5 separate regions of the Mus musculus genome follow, and all the other regions are linked to region 4. A link is a contact called in public promoter capture Hi-C and targeted proximity ligation data. All regions are on one chromosome and are shown on one strand. The core of a region is the stretch at or near the end of the contact, and the rest is flanking DNA. Distances in the headings are between cores, read along the strand shown.

Evidence for each region. Promoter capture Hi-C pulls out the DNA fragments that hold promoters and counts their contacts. Capture Hi-C pulls out chosen DNA fragments and counts their contacts.
Region 1: a contact with region 4 is called in a promoter capture Hi-C map of macrophages, with 9 read pairs. A contact is called at or near these places in 14 of 39 promoter capture datasets (the 3T3-L1 cell line, 3T3-L1-derived adipocytes, the HPC-7 cell line and 10 more), 1 of 484 Hi-C or Micro-C datasets (bone marrow-derived macrophages), 4 of 130 datasets of targeted methods (the HPC-7 cell line, acute myeloid leukemia, bone marrow-derived macrophages and 1 more) and 3 of 9 other capture datasets (adipose tissue, liver and pancreatic islet).
Region 2: a contact with region 4 is called in a targeted proximity ligation map of memory CD8 T cells, with 77 read pairs. A contact is called at or near these places in 4 of 39 promoter capture datasets (the 3T3-L1 cell line, the C10 cell line, hippocampal neurons and 1 more), 2 of 484 Hi-C or Micro-C datasets (B cells and CD4 T cells) and 4 of 130 datasets of targeted methods (bone marrow-derived macrophages, effector CD8 T cells, memory CD8 T cells and 1 more).
Region 3: a contact with region 4 is called in a promoter capture Hi-C map of liver. A contact is called at or near these places in 26 of 39 promoter capture datasets (the 3T3-L1 cell line, 3T3-L1-derived adipocytes, the C10 cell line and 16 more), 142 of 484 Hi-C or Micro-C datasets (the 3T3-L1 cell line, 3T3-L1-derived adipocytes, the 63-12 cell line and 83 more), 44 of 130 datasets of targeted methods (the 230-238 cell line, DN3 thymocytes, the HPC-7 cell line and 28 more) and 5 of 9 other capture datasets (adipose tissue, embryonic stem cells, liver and 2 more).
Region 5: a promoter capture Hi-C map of adipose tissue shows a contact between it and region 4. A contact is called at or near these places in 6 of 39 promoter capture datasets (the 3T3-L1 cell line, the C10 cell line, hematopoietic stem and progenitor cells and 3 more), 5 of 484 Hi-C or Micro-C datasets (B cells, CD4 T cells, Th1 cells and 1 more), 3 of 130 datasets of targeted methods (CD8 T cells, bone marrow-derived macrophages and memory CD8 T cells) and 3 of 9 other capture datasets (adipose tissue, liver and macrophages).

Annotation. Positions count from the first base shown.
Region 1 is chr19:11,639,581-11,642,280 of GRCm38.p6, forward strand. It overlaps Ms4a3 (membrane-spanning 4-domains, subfamily A, member 3), which reads right to left and starts at 1,271. Exons shown (of 7, transcript NM_133246.5): 1 at 1,087-1,271.
Region 2 is chr19:11,535,457-11,538,156 of GRCm38.p6, forward strand. It overlaps Ms4a4d (membrane-spanning 4-domains, subfamily A, member 4D), which reads left to right and starts at 1,338. Exons shown (of 7, transcript NM_025658.5): 1 at 1,338-1,704.
Region 3 is chr19:11,993,466-11,996,179 of GRCm38.p6, forward strand. It overlaps Osbp (oxysterol binding protein), which reads left to right. Exons shown (of 14, transcript NM_001033174.1): 14 at 1-649. Among named protein-coding and RNA genes, the nearest start is that of n-TFgaa6, 7.4 kb to the right of the region's middle.
Region 4 is chr19:11,769,013-11,771,712 of GRCm38.p6, forward strand. Mrpl16 (mitochondrial ribosomal protein L16) reads left to right here and starts at 1,403. Exons shown (of 4, transcript NM_025606.3): 1 at 1,403-1,512; 2 at 1,790-1,855. The coding sequence starts at 1,458.
Region 5 is chr19:11,517,114-11,519,813 of GRCm38.p6, forward strand. It overlaps Ms4a6b (membrane-spanning 4-domains, subfamily A, member 6B), which reads left to right and starts at 1,446. Exons shown (of 7, transcript NM_027209.3): 1 at 1,446-1,561.

The DNA of each region.
Region 1 (2,700 bases), core at 21-2,520, 130 kb before region 4:
ACTGCCAAAATCAAGCTTTCAAAAAACCCTTTTAGTCCTGGCCTAGTCTGAATGGTGAACCCTTTCTTCATGTTCTGGGAATCCCTTCAGCACAAGTTCCACACACCTCAGGCTGAGCTTCAATTTTAAAGGTGCTTGCATCTCTCTGTGTGCTCATCTGCCTCACTGCCTCACAGTTCATATATATCTAATACAAACTTTATAAATAGCCATGTTTAAGAATAATAATAGAAAATCCATTAGCAGGCACTGGGTCTTCATGCTGAAAACACCACACAATGGCTTTGGAGGTCTGACACATTGTTGAGCTTTTTAGAAAAGAATTGAAGGTAAGCTCCAGCCTTCAGGTAAAGCAAGCCATGTTCTACAAAATATAGTCAATTTGGCTTTTAAAAGAAATCTAGAAATTGTAGGCTTCCTAGTGTCCCACTAAGGAGTTCATCTCCCCAGCTCTATCTGTGTAGAACACTTCTGGGTGTTTTACTCATGTCAACCAATTCAGTTTGCAAAACATCTATTGGAATGTGTATTGTCATTATGACACTTTCCATTTTACAGATGAGGAATCTAAGAAATAGAGCATTAAATAACATTCCCAAGTCCACCTGGCAGGGATCTGAGAAGTTAAGGGTCAAATCTGCCTCTAATTATCACCACACTCTTATGCACTCAGGCAGGATCTCCCTCACAAAACTTATCATTCAGGCCACCTCTCATAGCTAGACCTGGCCACCAAACTCAGAGGCAGCCTCTTAATATGTCAAAATGTGTGTGTGTGTGTGTGTGTGTGTGTGTGTGTGTGTGTGTGTGTGTGTATGTGTGTGTGTGCGCGTGCGTGCCTGACTGCCTGCCTAACATTGGTCTATCCATGTCTACATTTTCCAAATATATTATGCCAAAAATCATGGCACCGGGTTACCAGGCGCCAGGTAATATCTGCATTCCAAAGACATTTGTCCACACAGCTAAAAATTCCAAACCTCTACTGAGAAATGAAACAGAAGACTTTTATCCCAAGAAAGCCACCCTTAGCAGACAGAAAAATGAAGAGATGATTCCAATGGAGAAAGGTCTGGTAGGGTTTACCTTGAAGAATTCAGGATTTGACAAGTCCTTCCCCTGCAAGTCCAACTCATTACAGAAGAGGAGACAGTAATGACCACCAGAGTCTGTCCCCCAAAACCAGCAGTCTCTTCCTCCTCAGGCTTAACGAATCTCTTCTTTGTGCAATTCCTCAGCAAGTCCAGTGGAAGTGGTTTTGCTGGCTGCCTGAAAGGTGTGCTAATAACACTCCTATTTGAGGGCACTAATGGCCCACCCACTTCCCCAAGTATACCATTAAGAAGGAAGCTGGTATATGGAGCCATCAGCATCTGGCTCTAAGATGTTGCTTCACACATTATTGGAGCAAGAAATAAAAGCAGAACAAGGGGCTAAGTCAGTGGGAAGGTAGAGTGGGATGGGGGAGAATAAGTCTAGCTATGTAAAAAAAAAGTGAAGCCAGGCAGAATGAATAGTGTTGGGAAGGGGAACAACATATTGTGGCCATTAAGGGACTGAGTTTACATAACGTATCAGTGATGTTGCTAAAACTGTTTTTATAGAAATTATAATGTTTAATCCTCTCAGGCCAAGCAAGGTTAGTTCATTTGTCATAAATTAAGACAATGGTAATTTAAATATATTGCGTTTACATCAACTGTCACTTGCTGTTCAATTTGCTTCAGGGTGCATCCATTTCTTCCATCCTTGGGATAACCCATGACCTAAATACCACTACTGAATCAATGTAATGAAAGACAAAACTGACATAGAGGAGATAATCAGATTCTCTCATATTTATCCAGATGTATTGGTCTGTTGTCTGATAGTATAAGAGAATGCCACTGACAGGGTGGGTTATAAAGAAGAAGAGTTTATTTTTCTCGTGGCCATAGAATCTGAAAAGTCCTGTGCCAGAACACTAGCACTTCTGAGGGCTTTCATGTCACACCATAGAATAGAGGGAGTGAGGGAGAACACTTGAGAGAAAGCAGAGGGCAGACACTCATAATTAGACATTTAGGGTTGCCTGGGATATGAATTATGACTCTGGTTACCTCTGTGAGAGAGTTCCCATAAGCATTTAACTTAGAAGATGAATCCTGAATATGGAATTCAAAATCCCATGGCTTTGGACTGGATGAAAAAGGAACCGTGAGCTGAGTGAGCACTCATCTGTCTGCTTCCTGACTGCAGAGAGTGTGACCAGCCCATCACATACTCTGCTGGCAGGGCCAGAGCAGCCCTTGTCACCACCCCTCCCTTCAAATTGGAAATAGGCATAAAGCTTTCCTACGTTCATTTAGTCTGGGTTTTTTTTTTGTCATAGCAATTTAAAAACAAACAAACAAACAAACAAAGGCAAATTTCATCCTCTATTAGGAACGATTCTGACTAGACCTCACTCTAATGTTAACAGTGATAAAAGCAGCCCATGCCCCATGTTCTGGGAGTACAAAAATGAATGACAGTCCTCCAGTGTCTTACCTTGGCCCACTGTACCCCAGTGGCTTTCGGGGATCATCTGAGGCTTCAGCTTAGGTTGGGACCCTGTGTCTGAAGCCCTTCAAGGCTAGAAGTCAGATAGTTTTGTATGGTGGAAATGACTTGTTCTCATATATGGTCTCTATGAGGACTTTATTTCTTTTTTTAATATTT
Region 2 (2,700 bases), core at 88-2,587, 230 kb before region 4:
GACAATGTACAGTGTATGGGTGTATCAAACTGAATCCCATTAACCTGTATAACATTTGATAATTTTTAGAATGACAACTAAAAATATAAAGAAAGACTGGATCAAAGCAGAAAAGTGCTCTAGACAGGATTCTTCCTTGTTTCTAAGTTTCTCTAAGTTTGATGCCTACATCTCAGCTCTACTAATTCACAGGGTCAGCCCAGTTCACAGTATCCCATGCCATTTAAGCTGCACAGCCCGTGTTTATGTTACTACGTGATTATACAGAAAACTTACAATCTTGTCATTTATGTCAGTTAAAAAAAAAAAAAACTTAATCAGGAAGCTTTTAACAGATATTTCACTGTCTTTTCTTCCCAAACATAATACCCTTTGATTCCTAAGTATTCACATTTGTCAGCTATAAATTTTGACTCAAACATAGAAAATTCTAGGTGTCATGAAGATATATGGGGCTAGAGGAGGTGCAGGTCTATGGGCAGCTGTCATCATGTGCTCATGTATGTGCTGTGTCTCTGCACAGGTACTGGTGGACATATCTCCACTGAACAGAACCTCTCTACACATGCTCTATATCCTGACTACGAGGAGGTGGCACCTCACCTCTTTAACTTGACCTAACATTGTAGTGTGCCAAACCTGCTCTTTGCCCACTTTACCATCTAGAGGGTCTGTGTCTGGGTGTAGTGTCTTATGTTTTTTTCACAATAATAAATGCAATGAATTTGTTGGTGTCAACTTTCTGCATTCCCTTTCTGTATCCTCAAATATGATTACCCCTTAACTCAGAAAATGAAATATTTAAATTATCCTAATAAAATTAGCTAGAGAGCAGATAAAGAAGATGAAATCAACAAGTTGTTGAACATGTTTTCTTTTCTCCATTGTATGGTTTTGGCTTCCTTATCAAAAATCAAGTCCCCACAGATGTGTGAATTTATATCTGGGTCTTTGGTTGATTCCATTGATCTATGTGTCTGTCTTTATACCAATACAGTTTTTATTCACTATAGCTCTGTAGTACAGCTTGAGGTCAGGGATGGTTATTTCTCCTGAAGTTTTGTAGTTCAGGAGTCCTTTGACAAAATCTAACACCCCTACATGTTTAATTATTGGGGAAGTCAGTGATACAAGCCACATACCTAAATATAATCAAAGCAATACACAGCAAGCCAATAGACAATATCAAACTAAATGAAGAGAAACTTAAAGCAATTCCACTAAAATCAGGGACAAGTCTGCAATCAAGCCAAGGACATTCCCTGTGGGATCAGCCTGAGCTCCCCTCTCTTCCCGAGACCCCGCCCAGATTCCTTTCTCAGCTCTTTCGCAACTTCCAGCTGCGCCTGGACTTCCAAGGGAACCCCACAGCCCGGGCTTCATCTCAGGCCTGGGGACCTCCGAGCCTGTTCTGGCTGTCCCCCGCACCTCTGACTGTGCTTTCCCACTTTCTGAGCATCTTCTCAGGGCTTCCCTAAGGCCCAACAGGAGCCTGGACAGTGTGGGGTAAGCTCAGACAACTCCAGCATCTGCCATCCAGCATCACACATCCAACATCCTACATCCTGCCTCCCTGAGTGGCCCTGCCCTGTGACAGCGGGACCCAAGGACTCTACAACTGGCACTACCATCGTGGTGAAAACCCAGCTCAAGCATACCCACAAATAGAGTCCCACATCGAAACTCCACCACATTACTCAAGGAGTAAGTAAACTCTGACCTAGTTCAAAAGATATCTCTCTCTCTCTCTCTCTCTCTCTCTCTCTCTCTCTCTCTCTCTCTCTCTCTCTCTCCCTCCCCCTCTCCCTCTCCCTCCCCCTCTCTCTCTCTCTCTTTCTCTCTCCCTCTCCTCCCCCCTCTCCCTCCCCCTCTCCCTCTCCCTCTCCCTCTCCCCCTCTCTCTCTCTCTCTCTCTCTCTCTCTCTCTCTGACTTTTCCTGGCCAGCTTCCCCCACCCCGGCCCCTTTGACTCTTAGCTACACTCTCCAAATCTCATTTTGACCTAACTAGCTGGCTGCCAGCCTCCACTCTCTGCCCCTCCCCCAACACCACAGCAAGGGCTACTATCCACTCTCTGCCCCTCCCCCAACACCACAGCAAGGGCTACTACACAGTAACAGAGCTGCTTCAAAGAGCAGGGCCAGCCCTGAGATCTCTGCTTCTCCTGCTTGCCAGCCCAAGCCCAACCTCACACCCCCTGCATGTCAAAAAGCTAGATTCTCACTCAAATGTATAACTGGCAATGTTCTCGCCCATTCTAAGGGCTTCCTAGTCACCTGGCCCAGTTGACTGTTTCCTTAGCTATGCTTTCTAGTTTTGTGAAGCTCTGTTTGTCAATTGTTGGTCTTTAATCTTGGATATCCATATGGACGCCTATTCAGAAGGTCCTTTCCTACACCTATATCATCTAGGTTACTATTTTTTTTTTTCTAGCAGTTTCAGTGTTTTAGGTTCCAAGGTTAGGTCTCTGATCCATTTGCAATTAGTTTCTGTGCAAAGTGATAGGGCTCTATTTTCATTCTTCTGCATGTAGACTTTCAGTTTTCCAGCACCATTTATTGATGATACCTTCTTTTCTCCAGTTTATGTTTTGTCATCTTTGTCAGGTATTAATTGGCTGAGGTTGTGTGTGTTCATATTTGAGCCTTTGTTTTTATCCCACTGGTCTACACATCTGTTTTTGTTCCAGTATCATTCAGTC
Region 3 (2,714 bases), core at 161-2,660, 220 kb after region 4:
GTGCTCTGTGGGAGCTGCTCCTGCTGGCACTGGCACCCTCCCTTTTTCTTTATTAGTTCTAGTTTCCTGTTCAGAAATGTAGCCCTTGTGCAACCCACCCTTGGTTGAGGGTCATAAATTGAGGTGCCTTCCTTGTGTACTTTTTGTTAGTGTTTTTGTTTTTGTTCCTTAACTGTTGAGCCTCAGCCAGTGTGGGTCCTTGGGGAAAATAACCATTCCAGAGGAAGCTATCCCTCCAGGGAAATTGGATTTTACTGGGTAAATTAGTATTTTCAGTCCGTTCCCACTGACTCTCCTTCCTTAGATAAAATGATCAAAGATTGAGCACTAGGGAATTTCCTCCTAAGAAGGCTTCCCCAGCACAAGGGGTTACTCCAGGGAGGCCCATAAAATGGGCGCCGTCTCGGAGGCTTTGGATAGAATGGAAATTTCCCAAGGAACCTCTGTGCTTTCCCCTTTCCCTCTATCTGCACTACATTTCTAGCTTGATTCCCAGATCCCTGCTAATGGAAGAAGCTTAGAAGTCCTGAAGATGGAATAAAGTCACATGAAAGCAAAATAAGACTATATATATATTTTCAGTTTTTTTGCCTTATTGCTTTTTTTCAAAAAAAAAAAACTACTAAATTAAATAATTTTTAAAAAGCTATATTGTCTGATTTGCTTCTACTCCTAATAGTCAGGAAATAGTGGTGGACAGAGGGAGACCTGGCCAGTGATGATTTGCTCTGTGTGGGAACTTTATTTTATGTATATGAGTGTTTGGCCTGAGAGTAGTGTGTATGTGTACTGTGTGCATGCCTGGTGGCCACAGCAGCCAGATGACTGTGTGGAAAGGTGAGTCAACATGTGGGTCTGGGAACCAAACTGAGGGTCTCTTGCAGAGCAGCAAGTGCTCTTAATGGCTAAGCCATCACTCAAGCTCCTATAGTCCAGTTCTTCACCATTGTTCCAGGCTGTGTGTCACATCCTGCTGCTAAAGTGCTTGACTGTCTTCACAGGCCTGGATGGCTAGTGCCCTTCCTTTCTTTTAAAGCTCTGCCCCAAAGACTGGAGTTTTCAGATCTCAAGTCAACAAAATAAGCTGTTATCAGAGATTGTTTTTGTACCAGGTTTGGGGAAACCACCCGATTATTACTACAAGATTGGAAGTTAAATTTTGTAAAGTTTTGTTATTTTGTTTGCTGGCAAGGTGAAAAGCAGAGCAGTAGGTTTGAGGCATTCCTGACAGTCCTGTTAGACCTCAAGCACCATCAGTTTAATTCCAACATTAGGGTCAGTCAAACAGCAACAATGTTTAATGATCCCTCTCTGATCTAATAACATGACATGACCTGGAATGTGGATCCTGAGGGTCAGGATCCAACATGATTCACCATTATGACTCAGCAAAATTTCAAATCAATACATTCAGAGACCTTCAAAGTCCAAAACTTAGGGAAATACAGGCTTTCACCACAGATGGTTCACCATGCTGTCTTAGGCAAATAGGAGTGAGTTTGGCATTTACCATTCTGTTTGAATTCCCCAGCCTTCATTTCCACAGAGTTGAAAAGCAGCAGTTTTCCGACCTGTGGGGCAAGAAGAGATGACAGTGAGGTGGAAGACAGCCAGCCACTGTTCCCTACAGTTGAAAAGGAATAAGGACAGAGCCTTCCAGAACTCTCAATCTGTGGCATGTCAAGCAGTATCAGTGACCTCAAGCAAGAAAGTGTACCTACCGGAGCACTGCTTGTACCACAACACTGCTGGACTTTATACCCCAGTATTCCCAAGTTCTCCCAGGAGGACTATGCACTATGCAAAGGCCGTGGTCCTTACTCTACAACATTCGCCAGATCTTGAAGGAGGCATGTTTCTATCGGCTTTTTGCCGACAGTACAGTCTCCAGCATGATGACCTAGCTGCTTCTCCTTCATTTATAAAAAGCAATCACATACACACATTCAACAAACTTGCTCATCAGCCATATACTTCAAGGATTTCCACTATAGGGTCAGTAAAACAAAGTCTCAAAGAGTGGCACAGAAAATCTTCAGATTTGGTTCATTATAGATGTACATTTATGGAACAAAATTCAGAACCTCCAGGTGAACCCCAGTGAATCCTAGCCATGGGGACATGGAGAGGAAAGGATAGTCCAAGGTCATTGTTGGCAACATAGTGAATGTGAGGCCAGCTTGGGTCTCATGAGACCCTGCCAAAACCAGTATGAAACACACTTGTCCACCCTTCTTTCCCCACTGGAAGCATTCTGAGCCTTGTGTAGTTTCTGAAGCTCCTGTTGTAAACCATAGTCCCACCACCCTTACAAATCACAGCTGCTTTGGTCATTGTTCCATCAGGAAAGGAGCTGAGTGGTCACATGAGGGGTCTTCAAAGGACAGATCCTAAAGAGCTCCAGGGCTGTGGGTCCAGAATGCCACTGAGTGTGTACACGGCCTGGGATTTGACACCCAGCACTGTGATCAATTAAGTAGAACCCTCCATAAATAGCCTGTAGAGGTCATGACCTATGAGCTTGACCAGGTGATTTTAGAGTTACTAAACACAAGTTCATTCTAGAATATGGCTGGAACATTTTCTTTGTTTCATTCACTCAACCTCAGTCATTAAGCATTTACCTGAGCCTGATATCTAACTGATTTGGAATACAAATAGCAGAAAAGAGATTAAGTAAGCAGCCAATTACAATCAAGTTTGACAGGTGGTGT
Region 4 (2,700 bases), core at 153-2,652:
TACAAATCCTCTTGTTCTAATCACTACAAAGCTCCAGCCTCAGGAAAAATTATATGTCCAACATTTCCAAAAGGATAATTATACATTATTTCATTTCCCTTCCTTATTAAATTATGGTGTGGTCCATTCACTAGAGCAGCCAATCCCCTTAACGACCCAGCCATCCCTCCAGCTCCTTCTCTTGGATTTCTTAAAGGAAAAACTTTGAAGACAGAACATTACCCCTCTTCTGTGAAGACAAGGCTAAATCTTGAAACCAAACTGATCATTTATAGAAACAAATTAATCCTGTTAATCTATGCCAGCTTGAGATGACCACCATACCAAACCAAAACTGAAGCAATGATCAGCCTAGACCAGGACTGCTTAATTATGCATACTTTTTAGCGGACTCCCCACTCGATGCCCCAGTTTGTCCACTAGTTAAACTTAAAGGTGCCAGGTGTGGTGGTACATGCCTTTAATCCCACACTGTGTAGGCTGAGGCAGACAGATCTCTGTGAGTTCGAGGCCAGCCTATCTACATAGTGAGTTCTAGAACAGCCAGAACTACATAGAGATTTTGTCTCAAATAAATAAATAAATAAATAAATAGCTTAAAGCTCATATCAGGGCCATGAAAATGATCTTGAATGGTCATTGGAGTCCATCATTTATTATTTCAAATGAAGCTACCTTAAATTAATGGCTTTTCGAGGTTACTTTCTTTTAATTAGCATATTAAGGACAGGTGGGACTGCAGAGATGGCTCAGCGGTTAAGAGCACTGACTGCTCTTCCAGAGGTTTTGAGTTCAAATCCCAGAAACCACATGGTAGCTCACAACCATCTGTAATGAGATCTGATGCCCTCTTCTGGTGTGTCTGAGGACAGCTACAGTGTACTTATATATAATAAATAAATAAATCTTTTTTTTTTTTAATTATAAAAGTAAAAGGACAGGTGATCGAACCCAGCCGGTTGGGAATGCCCAAGCCAGTGCTTTTACCTTGAAAACTCCAGCTACAGCTCTTTTGATAGATTTGTCAAGACCAAACTCAGCAAGCGCACAGTAAATAAGCCAATGACAAATCAATAGCATCTTTCTATGTCCCTAGAGAAGAGACATAAATGTACGGAAAGTTAAGGGAACAACTTCTTACAAAACCTCGGGCTTTCGCAGCTTTCTACACCAAGGAGAAAACCCAGAGCTGTCACTAAACAGAAAAAAACTGAGAAGACCCTCGCGGAAACTTGAAACACCTCGGGCGTGGCTTGGCCTGTGGGACCTTTAACCCGCAGATAACCTGCTCCAGAACCAGGTGCTGGAAGTTTCCTCTACTTCCGTCAGGACTCTATAAAAGGTGGGACAGGATGACGTCACTTCCTGTCTTGTGTCCGCGGGCCGGCAAAGCTCTGAACTGGGAAAAGCCACTGTTGTAGTTGAGAGAAACCTGACCCGGCAGCACACGCGTGGCCATGTGGAGGCTGTTGACGCGCGTCCCCGCGCCGCTCCTGCGGATGCACTTTTCAGGTCAGAAACCTGTTTCATCTTTTAAAAAGGCATTTCCCCGATCTTCCTCCCCACATTCCAAAGTCTATGCTTACTGCGATAGGTCCTGCGCTTTCCTTACTTCTTCCACCTCCACTATGCGGAGGCCTGGGTCCTGGTCATGTGCGGGAGACGGTGCTCCGTGAGCCTAGTTGCTTCCTTGGAAGCCCATTTAGTGGAACTCGTACCCCCGTGCTTCTAGACACCTCTGTCAGGAGTGATCAGAGTGTAACAGTAATGGTTTGATTTGTCATTGTAGATTCTTGGGCAGCCCTTCCCACCAGTGCTGGTCTGAAGACGCTCCTCCCAGTTCCAACTTTTGAAAGTGAGTACCTGTCATTTCCACTTATTTTTCTCTGAGAAAAGGCATCGAAGGTGTGTTTGTGCTTCCTCCCTCCGTTGAGTGATTCAACAGATATATGTAAGGAAGGCAAACTGCAGCGAAGTCCCTCGATGTTGCAAAGCAGATAACTATTGGGCTAGTTCCCAGGCATCCTACCACTGATGTGTGGCCCATGATCTACCCAGTCAGCACTAACTGGGCATATATCAGATTTTTTTATCTTCTAAATAATAGTACAGATATGCAGACACTTAGCAATAGTAGCCAGGTGCTCTGCAGTCCTGTACATCTAACTTTTTAATGTACTAAAATCTCCAAAACTGCAAATGGCCTAGACATCTGAGGGTCTTCGGCACATAACTGTTAAACTACTGTGTGGGCTGGAGCAATGGCTCAGCAGTTAATAACACTTGTTGCTCTTGCAGAGAACCCAGGTTCAATTCTCAGAACCCACAAGATTGTTCATAACCATCTGGGACTCCAGCTTCAGGGGTTCCTACATCCTCTTCTGCACATTAATACATGCAGACAAAACACTCCTAACATTTTTGATAAATAAGGTGCTGTGTGTGCTTAGAAGTGCATACTAACTTGCAGATGTAAGAACGTATTACCAGGTCTCACAGTAGCTGCCCATAGAAGTCAGTGAAGGGAGAGTAGTTTTTGTAACTTGGAACAGCAACTTTATTATTCCATTAATGATCTGATGGCCCTTTGAGGCTTCCTGTTTTGTTTATTCTATCATGGAGCCATTCTTTCTCATATTTAATTTTTTTTTTGAGTCACAGTTGTTTTCCCCAGGATGTCATATAGAGGATAGTGACAAG
Region 5 (2,700 bases), core at 196-2,695, 250 kb before region 4:
CCCTCAGTCAAGCTCCCTAGAGCCTAAGTCTTGGGCACTATCTCTTAGTCAACAGTACCCGTTCTTGTGGAAAAAAAAAAAAAAGCCAGGTGTGCTTTGTAAAGGACCTCAATGTAACATTACATTGTTGTGAGCTTGGGCCTGAGTTCATTGCTATCTGAAAACCTTTTGTTCCAAAATTGTGCTGTGCTTCACTATGGCTAAAGTAAAACAATCTAGGCTAGACCAGCACCAGTTACAACAAAATGGGGCTGAGCTGAGTTTTATTCATCTCTTCCTAAATTGTTTTGTTGTTGCTGTTGTTGTTTTGTTTTTCCTGCCTGCTGTGAAACCTGCAGGGAATTACCACACCACAACCCTCTGATGTGACAGTGGCTCACACTGTCTCCCTAGGTTCTTTTTGGCTGACTCCAAGGAAAGAAGGAAGGAAGTTGTCAGCGTGTAGCTGTCCAGTTGCTGCAGCTGGCTCTAGTTCCCCTGTGAAGTTAATTATGTCAAAGTCAGCTTCTGAATTGTGCCTACCCAAGGGCCTGAAAGCCACAGGGACACATGTCTTCATGACTGTGTCTGGAGTGCAGGATTGTTGAAGTCATTCCTGGTGTGTTGAAACTTCTCTGCTTGCTCCTCTCCTGATCTATTACTTTTCTAGAAGTGTCCAGTAACTCCCTGGACACATCTCCTGTTAGAGAAGTCCAGTGGTCTAGAAGAAGGTTAGAAGAGATGAGGAAGGCTCTAAAGGGAGTATCAATTAACCAGCGAGTGCTGAAATCCTGTGTGCAGGGGTTTTTTTCCCCAGAGGCTGAAGAGTTACTGGGGGAAAAAGTATGAATAACAAAGTACCAAAAATACTGTAAAATGATCAATTGTTACAATTGATTATACATTACAGTGTGCTCAGTAATGTATTAGCCTATAATAAAGTAATATATCAAAATCCAAGGTCATGATTACTATTATCATACTTTACTCTGCATTGTGAAATGTTTTATTCATCAATACTACTATGACTTGCAATATCATTAGTAATCAAGAAAGTTCATTAAATAGTAGTTAGAAGGAAGACAGGTCTTTAAGAAAAACTTTCATCTTTTTTCCCTTTTTTGATTAGATATTTTCTTTATTTGTTTTTCAAATGTTATCCCCTTTCCTAGTTTCCCCTCCAAAAACTTTCTCTCATCTTAATAGGTTTTCCCAGCATGTTGCTGTTCTTTGTTTAACTCATAAACAACTAAAGTTCAAGAAAGTGAACTTGGGCATTGCATGCAGCTAGTGGGTGTTGCAACTCACTACCTCACCCCTCACTCTATCAAAACTGGTTCAATTAGTAATTTTTCTGAAGTTACTGGGACTTTCTGATATAGGAAGTACAGGCACAATAACAGTCCTCAACCTGTTAAGCACCACTTCCTGTGCAGTGAACACAGAAGAAGGAAGGGCTGGAGACAGTTACAAGTTCACAAGAAGGAACCAAGGATCAGCCTGAGAGAACCCAGAGTTAAGGCTCTTCGGGTTCCTGAGAGCTCGGCTGGAAGTGACTGGGTGACAAGGCACACAGGCTCAGGTAGGCAACCCTGAAGGGACTTCCCTCTGTGTAGCACTCTGTTTCTGGGACTGAGTTACAAGAACTTGCTGATGCTCATGAAAGCAATGGAGACACGGGGGCTCTTTAGAATTAAATGGGCAAAGGCACAGGGCATCTGGCTTACCTCTGTCCTGGCCATTTTAGCTGCATAATCTTGGTGATCACTGACATAAGGAGCAGAACTCTCAGGTCATTCACTGATTAGGCAGCCTAAGGGCTGAGAATAGCACAGAGAACAGAAGGGAGCCAAGATGAGCTCAGAAACCGATTCCCCAGGGAACATGGTCCTTCCACCTAACAAGGGCATGATTGTCAGTATCATGACAAAACTTGAAAAAAGCTTAGGACTCCAGGACTTCTCATATGGGTGCATTCAGCTGCTTCTTCACACTGAAGAGACTTAAACACAGGCTGCCCCTGGCAGGTGGGAAAATAAGGAGAGAACCAGAGTCAGAGACAGCTGTGCCGCCACACACAACTGTGTGTAGGCAACTGGTCAGTAATGAGAACTTTGCCTGTTTATTTAGCATTTATTTGATGTTGCTGTGCAAAGCATCATTACTTCCTCATATACATCAAAGTTTTGATTCTGAATTTGTTACTGATTGTGATTTTATTAATTAATGTAAAGGATTGTTTTCAAGAATAAAAACACTAGATTATGTCTACTAAAATATGATAAAATGTGAGGTGCTAATCCTAAAATTGGCACTATTAGACACACGAAACAGATGCATAGGGTTGCACGTTTTGAGTGGTACATAGCATGGATTGGAAAGCACTGAAGGCTGACTTTAGTACCTCATGGATAGCAAAGCAGCCGGACAGTGCAAGTCATTGAATAAAGACAATGCACTTGTTCTAGGTGAAATTGGGAAAGAGCCAGAGCTACATCTGACAAATTTTGTGTAAACATTTGGGCATAGAAACAGAAACCTGTGGGGATCCAGGATTTCCCTTCCTATGAGGTGTTTATTATCTAAAATCATTGTGGTGTGTTTAACATTTTGAAAAAAATAACTCCTAAATCTGAGATGTGATGGTTTTACATTTCTCTGTACCAGCAGTTTCTTCTGCCAAAGGACAGGTCAAGGATGCCCAAAGGTGCACAGTCTGGG